Linked DNA regions of Mus musculus: all the other regions are linked to region 1. Evidence: chromatin contacts called from public Hi-C, HiCAR-type and promoter capture Hi-C data. All regions are on one chromosome and are shown on one strand. The core of a region is the stretch at or near the end of the contact, and the rest is flanking DNA. Distances in the headings are between cores, read along the strand shown.

The links. A called contact is a pair of places that touch in the nucleus more often than the background predicts. HiCAR-type assays count read pairs that join an accessible place to other places. Capture Hi-C pulls out chosen DNA fragments and counts their contacts.
Region 2: a promoter capture Hi-C map of liver shows a contact between it and region 1, with 4 times the contacts expected there. The contact joins the promoter of Slc17a5 here to the promoter of Senp6 in region 1. A contact is called at or near these places in 6 of 39 promoter capture datasets (cranial neural crest, erythroid cells, frontonasal cranial neural crest and 3 more), 1 of 484 Hi-C or Micro-C datasets (B cells), 6 of 115 datasets of contacts at active chromatin or transcription factors (embryonic stem cells, epiblast stem cells, extraembryonic endoderm stem cells and 2 more) and 2 of 9 other capture datasets (embryonic stem cells and liver).
Region 3: a contact with region 1 is called in a HiCAR-type map of astrocytes, with 4 times the contacts expected there. The contact joins the enhancer-like site here to the promoter of Senp6 in region 1. A contact is called at or near these places in 2 of 39 promoter capture datasets (cranial neural crest and liver), 1 of 484 Hi-C or Micro-C datasets (embryonic stem cells), 2 of 115 datasets of contacts at active chromatin or transcription factors (astrocytes and pancreatic cancer cells) and 1 of 9 other capture datasets (adipose tissue).
Region 4: a contact with region 1 is called in a Hi-C map of muscle stem cells, with 8 times the contacts expected there. The contact joins the promoter of C920006O11Rik here to the promoter of Senp6 in region 1. A contact is called at or near these places in 1 of 39 promoter capture datasets (cranial neural crest), 1 of 484 Hi-C or Micro-C datasets (muscle stem cells) and 1 of 115 datasets of contacts at active chromatin or transcription factors (astrocytes).

What each region holds. Positions count from the first base shown.
Region 1 is chr9:80,065,573-80,069,188 of GRCm38.p6, forward strand. Senp6 (SUMO/sentrin specific peptidase 6) reads left to right here and starts at 1,331. Exons shown (of 24, transcript NM_001311110.1): 1 at 1,331-2,000. The coding sequence starts at 1,952.
Region 2 is chr9:78,585,593-78,589,328 of GRCm38.p6, forward strand. Slc17a5 (solute carrier family 17 (anion/sugar transporter), member 5) reads right to left here and starts at 2,453. Exons shown (of 11, transcript NM_172773.3): 1 at 2,282-2,453. The coding sequence starts at 2,375.
Region 3 is chr9:78,525,698-78,529,513 of GRCm38.p6, forward strand. No RefSeq gene overlaps it. Among named protein-coding and RNA genes, the nearest start is that of Eef1a1, 46 kb to the left of the region's middle. Within about 2 kb of position 1,709, at least 404 of the 459 cell types and tissues checked have an H3K27ac peak or open chromatin away from gene starts, as enhancers often do. A contact at or near this core is called in adipose tissue, astrocytes, embryonic stem cells and 2 more, where this site is marked.
Region 4 is chr9:78,174,329-78,178,406 of GRCm38.p6, forward strand. It overlaps C920006O11Rik (RIKEN cDNA C920006O11 gene), which reads left to right and starts at 1,586. Exons shown (of 4, transcript NR_040401.1): 1 at 1,586-1,707; 2 at 2,243-2,414; 3 at 2,671-2,765; 4 at 3,497-4,078. Rn7sk (RNA, 7SK, nuclear) reads right to left here and starts at 1,305; the gene lies at 974-1,305.

The DNA.
Region 1 (3,616 bases), core at 81-2,580:
TAACAATAGCATATTTGCATAGAGGGTTCCAGCAATGGTCAGGGTGGGTCAGGGTGACTTTCTTTGAACAAACATGCCCTGAACCCAGGAAGCAGGTTGCTGGAGGAATGCCGCTATTTGTTTTATGATTAGCATACCATGGAGCATTGAGTCACAAAGGTCACATTCTCAAGCCTGGGCCTAAAGGCCTAGAATCTTTTGTTTTTTATGTTTCACTTTTTCACTCAAAGGGCTGGAGAAATGGATTCAGCAGTTTGGTTAGCCTGGGTACCCTCTTCCGGCCTCTGAAGTAACTACAAGAAGCAGCTTTCCCACCCTAAATGCAGGCAAAACACCCTCCCCCCAACCCCACCCACTTTTTTTTTTTTTTTTAAAGAAAAAATGTAGCCGGGCAGTGGTAGCGCTAGCTCACCTTTAATCCCAGAATTTGGGAGGCAGAGGCAGGCGGGTTTCTGAGTTCCAGGACAGCCAGGGCTACACAGAGGAACCCTGTCTTGAAAAAACCAGAAAAAAAAAGAAAGAAAGAAAGAAAGAAAGAAAGGAAGGAAGGAAGGAAAGGAAAGAAAAAAATGTTTATTAGCTGACCACACAGCTAAGGGGCTTGAATTTCTGTAACTTTTTTTTTTCATTTTCTGCATTTTTCATGGATTTGTTGTTGTTGTTGTTGTTTTTGAAGACAGGCTCTTCCTTTGTAGACCAGGCTGGCCTCCATCTGACAGAGAGATCCACCTGTCTCTATCCCTTTATGGACTGGGAAAAACCTACACCACTACATGGGGTTTGTAAGAAAAAAGAAGAAAAAAAAAAGCCCCTCAAATTGTATCATAGTCTACTGTGTTCTCTCCCCCCCCCCCCTCTCTCTCACACACACACACACACACACACACACACACACACACACACAAAGTGTACTGGCTCAATCATATCATATATGCATTGTTTGGAAGATGGATGTGAACACAATTTTATTTTCCAATTACCTGGCTTCATTTTTTTTTTTTTTCCTTCCCATGGCACGTTTTAAATTCAGGGTCAGACAAGAACTTGGAGCGTTTCTTTAGAATTTGTGGTGCGACTCGACCAAATAGAATACCTGGCCGGCAGGCTGGCAAGCGCTCGCAGGCCGGCTCTGCCATGGGGGCCTTCCGAGGAAGGGGTTTTTGTTCGTCCCTCGCCAAGGCCGGCCAGACAAGGCCACCCCAGGCCGGCAGGACGACAGCCCCCGGCTCGGGTTCGGCCGAGCCCGGAGGGGGGCGAGCAGGGACCCGAAGGGAGAGAGAGGCTCTGGGGCGGCGGCGGCGGCGGGGCGGGCCCGGAGGCCGGTGGGGGAGGAGCGGCGGCGGGGCTGCTGTGGCGACCGACGCGCGGCGGTGGCGGAGACCCACCCCCGTCCACATGGACAGTCGCCGAGGCCTGGGCTGATGCTCTGACGCCTGGGCGGGGTGGGCGGGCGGCGGCGGCCACTGCTGGAGCAGCGAGGGGTCGCGGGCGCCTCACGGTCGCGGAGCCCTCGCTCGGCTCAAGCCGCTGCGGCCATTTTACGGCCCGGGACGTAGAAGGCGTGTGAGCGTTCGCTCCGTTCTCCGTCCTCCGGAGCCAGCGGCGGAGCGGGGCGGAGGGGAGCGGAGGGAGCTCCTCAGAGGCCGGCGCGGCCCGGTGGATGGGGAGTCGTGTGCCGAGGGGAGCCGGGCCCGGGAAGCGCCGCCGCCGCCGCTCACGGTCCCCGGTAGGCGCCTGAGGAGAAGCAGCCCAGGCCGTGGGCCTCGCCGCCTCCCGTCAGGCCCGCTTTTGTGTGGGGGGCCCGGCCGGCGGGGAGCGCCCCTCGCGGAGGTCGAGCCCGAGGCCCGCCACCCTGCGGCTGCTACCCTCCCGACGCGCGGCCCCCATTCCCCGCCAGCACCGCGCCGGTGTCGGCCATGGAGTAAGAAGGAGGCGGCGTGGAAGGAGGAAGATGGCGGCGGGCAAGAGCGGTGGCAGCGCTGGGGCTCTTTTCCTGAAAGGTACGCTCGGGTCTCCCTCGGGGGAGAGTCGGGGGCGAAATTCGCCGACACCGGGGTGTCTCCCACCCCCGGGCCGTGATACTCAGCTCTCTGCTCCGGGTGGGCTTGGGGCCGCGGGGGCCACGGGGGCCCGGACGGCCGATGGCCCGCTGGGAACGCGCTGCAGGCGCGCCGACTTCGGGTCCGCCCGGGCCAAGGCTCGGGCAGGCCGGCGCGAGGCGGCGCGGTGGTAGCGCAGCGAGCCGAGGCCCAGGGCGGCCTGCGAGGGGCGCGCCGAAGGCTTGGGCTCGCTCCCACCTCCATATTCTCGATGGGTGCCTAGTGGGTGAGGAGCAGACTTCGTCCGCGTCTTTCTTAAGCGTTCGTGGAAAGTTTCAGACCTAAGCTTGGTTGAAACTGGCCGATCCAAGGAGGCAGGGGGAGAGGTGGTGGTTAACACTGCCCTGTGGTTAAAAGCTCCCAGGCTAGCCGCTGCCCTCGGGGTGCAGGTTAGACCCGGCGGTGCCCCGAACTCCGGTGAGATGTGTTTGGTTGTTTATACTTTGTAAAGCAGGTATGGGAGGTGGAAAAAAAAAAAAAGAGAGAGAATGAGCTTCCAAGTGTCGGTTTGGAGACAGCCGGGGAAGGTAAAAGAGTTAGGGTGTGTTCCCATTTTTAGTCGCTTGTGAAGCAGAGTTAACTATTTCAGTTGGTGGACCAAGCCGGCTTAAAAGGTCTATTTTGGTTTGGTGTGGTGGTAAATGGATAACGATACTGGTTTTTGCCTATGGCTGTAAAGGGACTTCCATAATACAGGTACATTTAGTTGCAGTTGTGAACCGGGAACGTAAACGTTCATTCGACTTTAAATTTCCTGGTAATCGGATTTGTAAATATGTTTAGGAAAATAAGTCCGCGTTCAGTAATTGTTAAGTATATTTACTCTTTGGGGGTAATTGCAGGATTTTGTTTTCTAGATGAAATATATCCAGGCCATGCTTTAAGATATGATTTAGAAATATTACAGAATTAAGAAAATGTAGTTTAAAATTAAGAAAGACTTGCCGGGCGTTGGTGGCTCACGCCTTTAATCCCAGCACTCGGGGGGCAGAGGCAGGCGGATTTTTGAGTTCGAGGTCAGCCTGGTCTACAGAGTGAGTTCCAGGACAGCCAAGGGCTCCACAGAGAAACCCTGTCTCGAAAAACAAAAAAAACTAAAAAAACCAAAAAAAAAAAAAAAAAAACCAAAAAATTAAGAAAGACTCTTAGTGGTAACGGGAGGGAGGCTATGCCTTGTTTACTCCTTGACCGAGTGGGTTGTGAATGGAGACTAAGAGGAAAAGTAATTTTCTTTATTCTTTGTACTTGAGAATAGGGAAGTGGGGGGGGGGGGGGAGCAGCTTTCTTTACTTTGCAGACCGGACTTTATGTAAGACGTGGGGAATGGTTGTCCTCTATGATAAGGAAAGCTAGTATGTTCTCATGACTTCATTTCATATTACCTCCATACTAATTTGACCGTGGTAGGGAACCCCTGCCAACAGGCGGAGAGAGGAGTAGTAGCTCGCAGGTAGCCGGTGCTTAAGCGCCTGTGTTTTTGTTTGGAAATTGGAAATTCACCAGATGGTTTTCTGATG
Region 2 (3,736 bases), core at 1,203-3,702, 1.5 Mb before region 1:
GTTTGTTTGTTTGTTTGTTTGCTTGGGGGAGGGGGTTCAAGACAGGGTCTCTCTGTGTAGCCTTGTCTATCCTGGAACTCTTGCTCTAGGCCAGGCTGGTCCTGAACTCAGCAATCCGCCTGCCTCTGCTTTCCAAGTTCTGGGATGAGAGGCGAGTGCCATCATTGGCTGGCTCTGAGAAAGCATTTCTAATCAAATAAAGTGCTACGTACCTATGTAAGGGAGAAAGGAGGCCTGAGAATCTCGGGAGACGAGCCAGGAAAGGTCTTTTTTGGAAGAGGGATATTTAACAGAGGCTTCCTCAACGGGCAGAAGTTGCCAGGTAGCTGCGGGGGTGGGGTGGGTGTGAGCACAGCCATTCTAGCAAAAGCAGGACCAGGGCCTGCAGAAGTAGGGATGTGAGAGAGGCACAGGGAGAACATAGGACCTTCCTTCCCCCGAGCTGGTTTACTAACAAATAGTTCACATTACCGTCGAGCGCTTACTGTATTGAGCTCCTGTTACAGAACGATGAAGATGAACCGCAAAGTACACAGAACACTACTCAGCACACAGAAACTTCAGGAACTGAATTGCTATCACTGCCTTCTCTGGATCCTGGAGATCGAGCTCACGTGTTAAGAAGTGTATTTCTCATTTGTGGGAAATTAAGCTTTGTGGGGCACGAGGCTCCTAGTGGAACAGACAGGACGGCCGGGAAGGTAGATATCCCTACCAAACTGGCGGAGCAATCGGCCTTGCGTGCAACTTCCGGTGCCACGTGTCTGTGGCACCAAGGAGGATGTGATGACGGAGGACAGGGACAGGGAATCCAGAGCAGTGGCAAAGTGTCAAACTTCGATTCTAACCCAAGAGGGAAGCCAAGGGGGCAGGAGGTGTGAATCAGTGGACAGAATGCTTGCTTACCACGCATTCAGGAGGTGGAGGCAGGAAGGTCAGGAGAACTAAGTCACCTGCAGCTACAAAATAGAGGCCAGCTGGGGCTACATGAGACCCTGTCTCAAAGAAAACCAAGCAACCAACCAAAAAAATGCAAGTCCTAGGTTTGACCTACTGATGCCTTACACTTTTCAAAATAAAACATTCTATTTTAGATTTTAAAAAAAAAATCTGTTCTATGTACGAATGTTTGCCTGTATGTATGTCTGTGTACCACAGGTGTGTCTGAGTAGGGAGGGTGTTGGCTCTCTTGAGCTGGAGTTATGGATGGTTGTAAGCTTCCATGTGGGTGCTGGGAACTGAACCCTCGTCCCCTGGAAGAGCAACCAGTGCTCTAACTGCTGAGCCATCTTTCCAGTTCCCTAACAAACTATTCTAAAAATAAAAACAAAACCAAAACAGATCACCCAAAAGCCAACAGAAGTAGTCTGAATAAAGTCAGAAAGTAGGGTAGTTACCCACACAAGTGGGAAGGATGGTTAAAACAGTTACGAAAGAATTCTTTGGTAATGTCAACAAAAGACATACCGACAGAAGACTGTTCCGGGCCAACAAAGGCAAATTTCCAGTTCAATTCTTTCTCACACCTATATCCTTGAATGTGTCCAAGCCGATTTGTCCTTTAGTTTTCTGTAGCTTCAGGAAGCTACATTACAAAAGTGTAGCGAAATCCAGTGAAGACACATACTTGTGTTTTGGGGGATGGTGGGTATGGAGACTAGAACCTTGTCAGGCAAGGACTATACCTCTGTGCAACATGCGCCCCCCCCCCCCCCCCCCGCAATGAAGATGCTTTTTGAAGTAGCACCTGCAAGACCTCTAGTACGGCATATTGTCTTAGAGTGCTAAAGATATCTTATCTTGAGAATAACCTGTTTCCTAACTTAAATTGCAGTCTGATAGACAAGGAAAAAATAGAAATGTCTGCAATATTTTGGTGTCTTACAGCACAAGATATTCGCGGGATTATGCAACTGTCCCCCGCACACTCAACAGCTGTTAACTCTTCTTTGTTGTTGTTTTGTTTTTGTCTCTCCTCCCCAACAAGGCGCTACCAGATCACATGTTTACAGGCCGGCATAAGCGGAAACCTGGCGGCCGCTGGAGGGGAGCAAGAAGCACTTTGGCCCCTTTGCTTATTGACTCGGATCGGGTACCCCTCCGACCCTGAATTGCTTCAGTCCCGCCAGCGCCACAGGCACCTCCGTCCCGACCCACAGCACTACAGCGGCTACCTGTCCCCCCGACCCCGCAGCCACTCCTTCAAGGCGCCCACGGCCGGGAACCACCCGCCCGCCAGGAACGCTGCCACTAGCAATCACTCGGTGGTCCCGCAGCTCACCCGCTTCGGTCTGCCGGGCGCCCGGCAGGAGCGGGGTGCTGTCCGAGCTCTCCTCATCGTCGTTTCCCGCCGGACCCCGAAGCAGGGGCCTCATAACGCCTGGAGAGCAGATGTGCCGGCGTCGTTGCTTGGCCAACCTAGCTCTCGGCAGGACAGCCCTTCGCCGTGCTGGCTGGGCGGGGCAGGATATTGCCCCGCCCCAGGACACGCCCATATCTGGTTGCCTGTTCCTAAGGCGCCATTTTAGTTTCGGGCAATTTCCCGCTGTGGGCAGGGTTGGGTTGGGCGTGGCGTTTGCGCTGTGCAAGATGTGTGTCACCAGCGGTAGGGAGCCCAGGACTCTGTTACACTAGTAAAAGCCCGGGCATTGGACAGCCTGAAGGCGGCGATGGGGTTTGCATCTCGCAGTGATAGGGAGCTAGGGAAATGGGCAGGGACTATTTGCCTTCTAAATGTCTATAATAGTTTTCAGTCTTTGTCCGTTTTGTGACAGCATATGGCTTTTGAAAAGTAGCAAAGGAAATCATGTTTTGTCCGACGAAATTGACTGTTTCAGAGGTGAACCCCAATGTAGGCAGCTGCCTTTTCTCTTTAGGAAGATACTGTTGATTGTACCCAGGGCCTCACACATATTAGACTAACGCTGATACATACCATTGACCTACATCCCCAGCGGGCAGGCCACGTGATGTATGAGCGTGGGGGAGTTTTCTCTGTAAATCTAATTTGGACAGATTTTCCCTACTGCTGACTCTAAGAAAGAGGAACTAGGAAAATGCTTCAGTCAGCCTTGGTGGGGCCATCGGGCCTCTGAGTAATAAAAGCCATATCTGCAGACCGATGGAAAAGACAGATGTGGTAGACGCCCTTAGAGATTTCCACGCAGACCAAGGAAGAGCAGAGGCTCAGAAAGTCAGGTGAGGCCCCTGTCTAGAAGAAGGGCTGACTGAGATTTACTAAAGATATCCCTAACTCTTGGGCCAGTAAATGCTGATGGGCAAGTTTTCAAAAAGACAGCTGTAGAGATAAAGCCCTTGAGTTTGTGCATACCCGCCTGGCAAATTCTTATAAAATGTATGTACAAACAGCACTTCTGGTGTGGTTAATTTGATGTGTCAGTTTGCTTGTCCTCCATGTGAGTGGATTTCAATTTGTTTGAAGGTTTGATTAGAACAAAAAGATCAGCTTCAAGCCGGGCGTGGTGGCGACACCTTTAATCCCAGCACTCGGGAGGCAGAGGCAGGCAGATTTCTGAGTTCGAGGCCAGCCTGGTCTACAGAGTGAGTTCTAGGACAGCCAGGGCTACACAGAGAAACCCTGTCTCAAAAAAACAAAAACAAACAAACAAACAAACCCAGCTTCCCTAACTCATCCCCTTGTACCCACCCCCCCACCCCTGAACTCCTCCAACAGACGGCTTCAGATTTCATTAGCCTCGGGGTTCTCATCTTTCTG
Region 3 (3,816 bases), core at 459-2,958, 1.5 Mb before region 1:
TGCCAAGACAACGGGCACCATCTTCCCAGCATTCACTTGGCTCACCTCCCACCCTTACTTGTTATGTCATTTTCCATATAAATAAGGAGAACATCCCTTCCTCGCTCTTTCTTCCCCCTCTTTTCTTTCTCCCCCTCTTCTTCTCTCTCTGCCACTACTTTGTCTCTCCCTTCCAATAGAACCTTTTCCACGCTGAACTGCTTTGGCCTAGTGTGCTGTTGAGCGGCTACCCGCCATTCTAACACGTCATTGGCTGTCCCGGAGCTCCAGCTGTAGACCAGACTGGCCTTGAACTCAAGGAGATCTGCCTACCTCTGCCTCCAGGGGCTGCAATTAAAGCCGTGAGCTAAATTAGTTCTTTTTGAGCCTGGGTCTTGCTATCTACCAAGGCTGGCCTAAGACTGTAGTCCTAGCTGATTCTGAGCTAGCACACCTTTCTCTACACCCCAAGTGCTAGGATTGCAGGAATGGTCCATCCACCATGTCTGACTTCTATTGGCTTTCTCAATATTGGCTGAAGCTTCTCTACTCCTCGAAAGTTCTGCAGGAGAAATCCCAAAGACAGCAAATTCTCTATTAAACAACTGACTGCATTTTTAAGGAACCACCTTCTAACTTCCAGGCCTCAGCCAACTTCTTTCTGAAGTCCCTGTTCTTGGCAGAAAAGCCAGTTCTGTACTGAGATCCATGCTGGCCTTCAGCTATAGTGGGAATGGGGCCAAAGGTTTCAGAGGTGGAGTTCTTGATTTTGTTCCATTTTGAGACGTGGTTTCTATTTGTAGTCCAGGCTAGCCACAAATTTGCAGTCTTCTAACTTCACCTGTTTACACTTGGGTATTGTAGACATATGTAACCATGCCAGGCTCCTATTCTGTGTATGGGGCCCTGCAGTTTTGGTCTCAAACTCACTATGTAGTTGAGGATGACTTTCAACACCTGATCTTAGAGTTGGGATTAAAGGCAATATTGTTTCGAGACAGGGTCTATGTAGCCTGGGCTGTAATTTGCTATGTACACAAGGCTGGCCTGGAATCCACAGAAATGGCCCTTTGTGCCTTCCTAGTGTTGGGGTTTAAAATGTGGGTCAACCTTAGACCGGAGAAAAAAACTATTTCGACGACTGTCTGATTAAAGCAAGCTGTGTTTAGACTGTGCACTTTCCCTAAGTTCGGGTCTCAGAACATCCCCTCACTGGCTTTTGAGGTCTCTTATATGTGGAAGGGTTAGGGTTGATAGAGAAGAGCTGTTGAGATAATTGGCTGTTAGCCCCTGGACATAGAAGTTGGGGTGGGGACATGGTGGTGGAGGAGAGGGGCTACTCAGGACCTAAGGCAGTCTGTGGGGTGTGGAAGGGCACTCATCAAGGTATCTGGAAAAACATTTCCGTAAGGCAAAAGGGCAATCATAGCTTACAGATTCAGGGGTTTAGCAAGGCAAAGGGATTTACAAAGGGTATATACATCATGGGGTTACAAGTTAAGCACAGGTTGAAAAACATGGTTTGTAGAATACATTATTAGGCTTAGGAAACAAATTTATTCTTGTAAGGTATGGAGACTTAATAACAACGTGGCTCTTTAACAACATTGTGGCTCCAGGTTTGGTTTCAAAGTCACCACACTTGGCCAGAATTGCGGTTAGGAGCTAACATTGCCTTTTAGAACAAAAACTGAGAAGCAAGGGTCAGGAAAGTCTTTTTGCCTCGTGACCCTGCTGCCTCCAGCGGCCAGAGGCGGGAGCGCGGGCGGGTGACGCCAGGGGCTCCCCAGCCCGCAGTGACTTTCCATCGAGCCCTTTTAAATGCCTTTCTTTTGCACGTGGTTTCTGTGAGTCATCTCCTTTCTCCAGACAAAGAAATCTAGGTTTTGCTAATCGGGTTTCCTGAGTCCGCTAAGGCATGAGTCAAACTCGTGCTTCCCGAGTGCTGTAAGCTCTTCTTGCTCCTCCCCCAGGGGAAACGCCCGCTGCCGTGGGGCAAATCCGAGTTTCTGGGGGGCCGGGGGGGGGGTGTCAAAAAATTCACGCGGAAGGTGAGTGCGGCATGGAACCTGTCGTAAGTCCCAAGCGTCAGAAGAGAAGAGCGTTTGTGTGTTTTAAAAATAGTTCTCTTAAAAATCTTTGGACAGGCTCGGTGGCTCCAAGGGTAAAGGAGCTTCTATCAAGCCTGAAGACCTGGGTTCAGTCCCTTGGGAAGGCGGAAACCGAAAACCGGTTTCAATAAGCTGTCTTCTGACCTTCACACACGGACTTAAATTATTAAAATAAGTAAATAAATAACGAATGCGTGAATGAATGACTGTCTGGGCGTGGTGTGGCATGCTTGCAATCCCAGCACTTGCCGCCAGGTGGAGGCAGGGGGATCCAGGCCAGCCCTCATTACAGAGTCAGTTTGAGGCCAGTTTGGATTTCCTGAAACTGTTTCAAAATAGAAAAATGTGGTTATTAGAAAAAAAAAAACATTAAAAAAGAAGGGCTTTATACTGGGGTAAGAGAGTGTAGGAAGAGGCAGAGCTGAGGGACAAACTCCAGGCAAAGTAAATCAGCCATTTGGCAAGGCCCGTGGCTGCCGTGAATATCAACAAGTGCCACTTTGTCCCACAGTGCCACTTTACAGCCTAGCCAAACCGGCGATGCCCGAGGGTGCAGGCACTTAAAGCCCAGCGCCAGAGAGGCCTGCTTTGGCTTTCTTAGCCTTTAGTCAGTTCCAGATTGACCCTGACGGTCCTCCCCCCGCCCCCCCCCCCCATGATTGATTTTTCTTTTTAATTTCCAAACATTCTAGTTAAATAAAGGAGTTCTGGTGGCACAGGCCTGAGGTCTTGGCTTTTGTGAGGTGGAAGCAGCAAGGTCAGGGACTGAAGGGCAGCCTTGGATGTAGGAGACCCAGTCTCAACAAGATAAAATGAAAATTTAGAAGAGAAAACCTAATCCCTCCTTCACTATTCACAAATGCTTTTAACGTTTTGTTTGGTCTGTCTTAATAGTTTTTGTTTTGGGAATACAGAATGTCTACACATGAGTGTACTTATCAGCATTATTAAAAAAAATCATTTCTAAATTACGTAGTGTGTGTGTGTGATGAGAGTCCCTCCTCTCGTGGTGCCTGGGATGGAACTCAGGCTTTTCAGCAAGCATCTTTTTTTTTTTTTTTTTTTGTTTTTCGAGACAGGTTTTTTCTGTGTAGCCCTGGCTGTCCCTGGAACTCACTTTGTAGACCAGGCTGTCCTCGAACTCAGAAATCCGCCTGCCTCTGCGTCCCGAGTGCTGGGATTAAAGGCGTGCACCACCACGCCCGGCTTCAGCAAGCATCTTTATCTACTGAATTGTCTCTTAGCAACTCACACCAGCTTTATTAACAACGTCCTCGAACTAGAGAACCCTAAGTCCCCCCAGGGATAAGTGGATAAAGCAAAATGGCAGGACAGGGTAAGAAAAGCCACTGAATTCTGCACTGTGTGCGGTGCTGGGCTCGTGCCGCCAGACAGTGCCTTCCACGTGCCTGATAAACATTCTGCCCTGAGCCACAACCCCGATTTTAGCTATACACTTTCAAAAGGTGAGTTGGGTGGGATGTGAGTTAAATCTCAGTAGTCATTATAAAAAATAACACTAATAACATTAATTTTGTTTTTTGAGACTTTTTCTTTTTTGGTTTTTCGAGACAGGGTTTCTCTGTATAGCCCTGGCTGTCCTGGAACTCACTTTGTAGACCAGGCTGGCCTCAAACTCAGAAATCCGCCTGCCTCTGCCTCCCGAGTGCTGGGATTAAAGGCGTGTGCCACCACTGCCCGGCACATTTTTTTTTTAATTACCAAA
Region 4 (4,078 bases), core at 336-2,835, 1.9 Mb before region 1:
AAGTGTGATTTCTTCTCTCTTTTCTAATCTAAGCATGCTTCCATAATGCTTGGGCTTCCCCAGCATTTTGGGTCTTCTTACTCTTTCTCTAAAGTTCCCTCTCCCACCATGAAGCCACTTATCCGTGCTAGACTAAATGGGATGACTTTGCTCATTACCTTCTCCATTTTCCTCCTTCAGCAGCTTAAAGTTACAGCCTACCTGTCCTGGGTGTTTGCCTTTTCGAGTGTAATAGCATTTGTCCTAATAACATTTTTTTAAATAAATAAATTTAAGCAGGGACTGGTAAATAGGCTCATGCTCTTATTTCCAGAGTTTGGGAGGCAGGCAGATCTCTAAATTCAATGCTACCCTGGTCTACAGAGAAAGTCCCTGAACAGCTAGGGCCACACAGAGGAAACCTGAAACAAACAAACAAGTAACTAAATAAATGTTTAAAACAAGAGAGAGAGAGAGAGAGAGAGAGAGGAAGGAAGAAGGAAGGAAGGAAGGAAGGAAGGAAGGAAGGAAGGAAGGAAGAAAGAGAGAGGTGGGGTAGAACTGTTCCCAGACAGAATCTTTGTTACGACTGCTTGGAACCTTCACCTGAACTCATATTCTCTCTCTCTCTCTCACACACACACCTTTTAAACATATTTACATCTCTATTTACATCTATTAACATAACAGAATTTTTAAAGATTTAAAAAATTTTTAATTAAAAAAAAATTTTTTTCCTGTCTCTAGCTGCATAGTCGGCCATCAGTGGAAAGAGAGGCCCTTTGGTCGTGCAAACTTTATATGCCTCAGTACAGGGGAATGACAGGGCCAAGAAGTGGGAGTGGGTGGGAAAGCGTGTGGGGGACTTTTGGGATAGGATAGCATTGGAAATGTAAATGAAATAAATACCCAATTAAAAAAATAAAAATATATATTTTTTTTAAGTTAAAGAATAAAATAAAGTTTTAAACGAAAATTAAATTGCAGGAACTACAAAAGAAAGGCAGACTGCCACATGCAGCGCCTCATTTGGATGTGTCTGGAGTCTTGGAAGCTTGACTACCCTACGTTCTCCTACAATGGACCTTGAGAGCTTGTTTGGAGGTTCTAGCAGGGGAGCGCAGCTACTCGTATACCCTTGACCGAAGACCGGTCCTCCTCTATTCGGGGAAGGTCGTCCTCTTCGACCGAGCGCGCAGCTTCGGGAGGGACGCACATGGAGCGGTGAGGGAGGAAGGGGACACCCGCCTAGCCAGCCAGATCAGCCGAATCAACCCTGGCGATCAATGGGGTGACAGATGTCGCAGCCAGATCGCCCTCACATCCGAGAGTAAGCAGGCTCTTGGTAGGTATATAAGGCCATAGAATTTTGTAACTTTACACATGTGGTGACCTTATGTAGCCGACTGTACTTGATATTATAACAAATCCTGAATCCGTTTTAGGGTTAAATAATCCTTTTTATACTCGCTTCGTTCTAAGTTTAAATTAAAATACTTAAATTTAGGATGTTTTTACTGTTAACCAAAATGCTTTGGGGCTATGCAAAATACAACAGTTTGGATTGGTTAAACCTTCCGAAGCCCCGCCCCCGACGGCCATGTCTATTCTACGGCCCGGCTCTGCTCCTGGCCCAGGCGCCCGTGTCCGGTGCGGTCCCATACGAGATGGGTTCTCTGCCTTCGGTGCGTGTCGGCGCCTCTGCCAAGGCGGAGCGGACGGCGAAAGGTAGACCCAGCGCATCTCCAGCTTCACGAGACTCACGCGGCCTTCCGTGGGCCGTAATCGTCTGTCTCCCTCTGTGGCCGAAGTGACACACCGAAGCGAGTAAAAAGCTAATTCCTAGAACAGTGTGATGCACCCGGCCCTCCGTTGGCTTCCCGTGCCCTTTGTAGCTAAATTTGGAAAATCCTGAGTTTCTCAAAGTCCAAGAACTTTATAATGTGCACTGCTAGGCTAATACCTTTACAACGAATGCCCCCCAGCTTCCCTGAATCGGAATGTGAAAGTGACACACTGAAAACCAAGGCTAAGGGTTCTGTCCTTTCTTTCACGTGTTAAAATGGTGGCATCTTTTTAATGCGCGAGGGAAAACGCAACAACAATAATAAAACACTCCTCCCAAATCCTGAACATTCAGTTATGTCCAGAAAATTGGGATGAAGATAGGACTTTGCTTTACCGCTCTGTACTGCGTTCGGGTTTTTTGTTTGTTCGGTTTGTTGTTTGGTTTTTGGTTTAGTTTGGTTCGTTTGTTTTCCAGAAAGGCCGAAAGCCATCGTGACGTCGAGGCACAAGCTCCACTGTCCTAACAGTAGAGGTCGCATGGAGTTCGTGAGACGGGCATTAGCTGCCGCTGGAGCTGTACCCAGCCCACCGTATTTTCACAAATTAGCCAGACAATACGCCTTCTCTTCGCATCACTACTGGTCCGGGTCAGCCATAAGATCCTTCCTGTTAGGGACTTTTCTTTGAACTAAGATGTAATTAACGGGATTCATTACCCCTTTTAAGTTACCCTTGGTTTCTACGAGGGATAACAGGTAATAAGGACAAAGGGAAGTAATGTAAATTTTGTCAGTTTTATTGATTATACACCCTCTAGGTGAATTTTCTGTACCTGCGTTGCACGGTTGGAAGCCTTGTTTCCTGGCCTGCGAGTGCAAGTTTTGCTTTTGTTCTATTCTTCAGCTTCCTGTGGAGATTTTCAGATACAAGCAAACAAAACATTGCATAACTCTGTGTGCAGCCCTTACCCGGATGTGTGCAGCTTTAGGGTGTGCTTGGTATGTCTCCTGCCTCCTCTTGGTTTGTGGGAGTCTTTCCTCCTAACATAGTTTCATATGGGAGTGCCACGATTTGGTATTTATTTCCAACGGGTAAAGGTTATCACACCCACCAAAAAATCTGCAAGGCTTTATCCTCAAAGCAGTCTGTCTCATGCGGAGTTTTTACTAATGTGTCTCGGTGCTGCTCTAAACAAGGTCTGTAGACTTTACACTATGAATAACTTGAGATTTATAAAAATGTTGTAAAGTTGAACCTCAGAGCCCTCAGTCCTCCCGGGTGCTAACGCCTTACATAACCATGATAAACTGAGAAGAAAAGTGTTACTGGTGTGCAAGTAAATGGGCAGCAGACTTAATTATGATTTCAGTGTTTCTACTAAAGTCCTCTTACCAATCCAGTATCCCACAGTGTATCTAGTCATGTTTCCTCAGTTTCCCCAAGGCTAGGATGGTTTCTCAGCCTTTTCCTTGTTTCAACCCCTTGACGTAATTATTGAGACCATCAATGAGGATTCTCTGGGAATAATTCCCGCCTCCCCCACCTTGTCCTTGGCTCTTGAGTCTAGTCCCTTATCTCACAGAAAGTCCTATGCCTTGGATATGCCCGATTTCTACCTTGTGATTGGGGGAACTGTTTGTGTTGGTTTATTTGTGGTTTGGTTGGTTGGTTGGTTGTTGTTGTTGTTGTTGTTTTAACAGGTGTTTCTTTGCTTTTCTCAATGTCACAGCAGGAGGAACAGGATATCCAAATGACCTCCTTGGAAAACAATGGTTAAGGAGCACTGGGACTCTGACAGGACCTGGGTTCTCTCCGACCCCTTTATTCCCCATGCCCACTGCCCCACATGTGTGTACACATGTGCTTCTGCTTGTGAGCACGCAGGAGTTCATTGTAGAGGGCATCTCCCTTACCTGTTGTCTCTCTTTGATTTAAAAAAAAAAAATCTATTCTTACAAACCCCTATATATACATGTTGCCTGACTTAAAGTCAGGTCTGGGTTACTGCCATCAGTCCCAATGTTCACAGAAATGGGAAACGAGAGGGGTGGACCAGTGGGGACAACCTGTAACTTGGACTTCTTAGATCACTCCTGTCCCTCCCAAGACACCTAGGACTCATCGGGTCTAATTTAGTCTAGGAGGTGTGTTTCTAGATGCATCCCTGGAGTACAGTGAATGCAAGCCAAGAAATAATTTTTTCTTCCCAATTTCATGGTCTCATCCTGACCTACAGCAGATAAGTAAGGATGATTCCATTTCTGTATTCTCTCGAGCCCATCCCCCTCTCCCTGCCGTAGAGTCGGGAGTA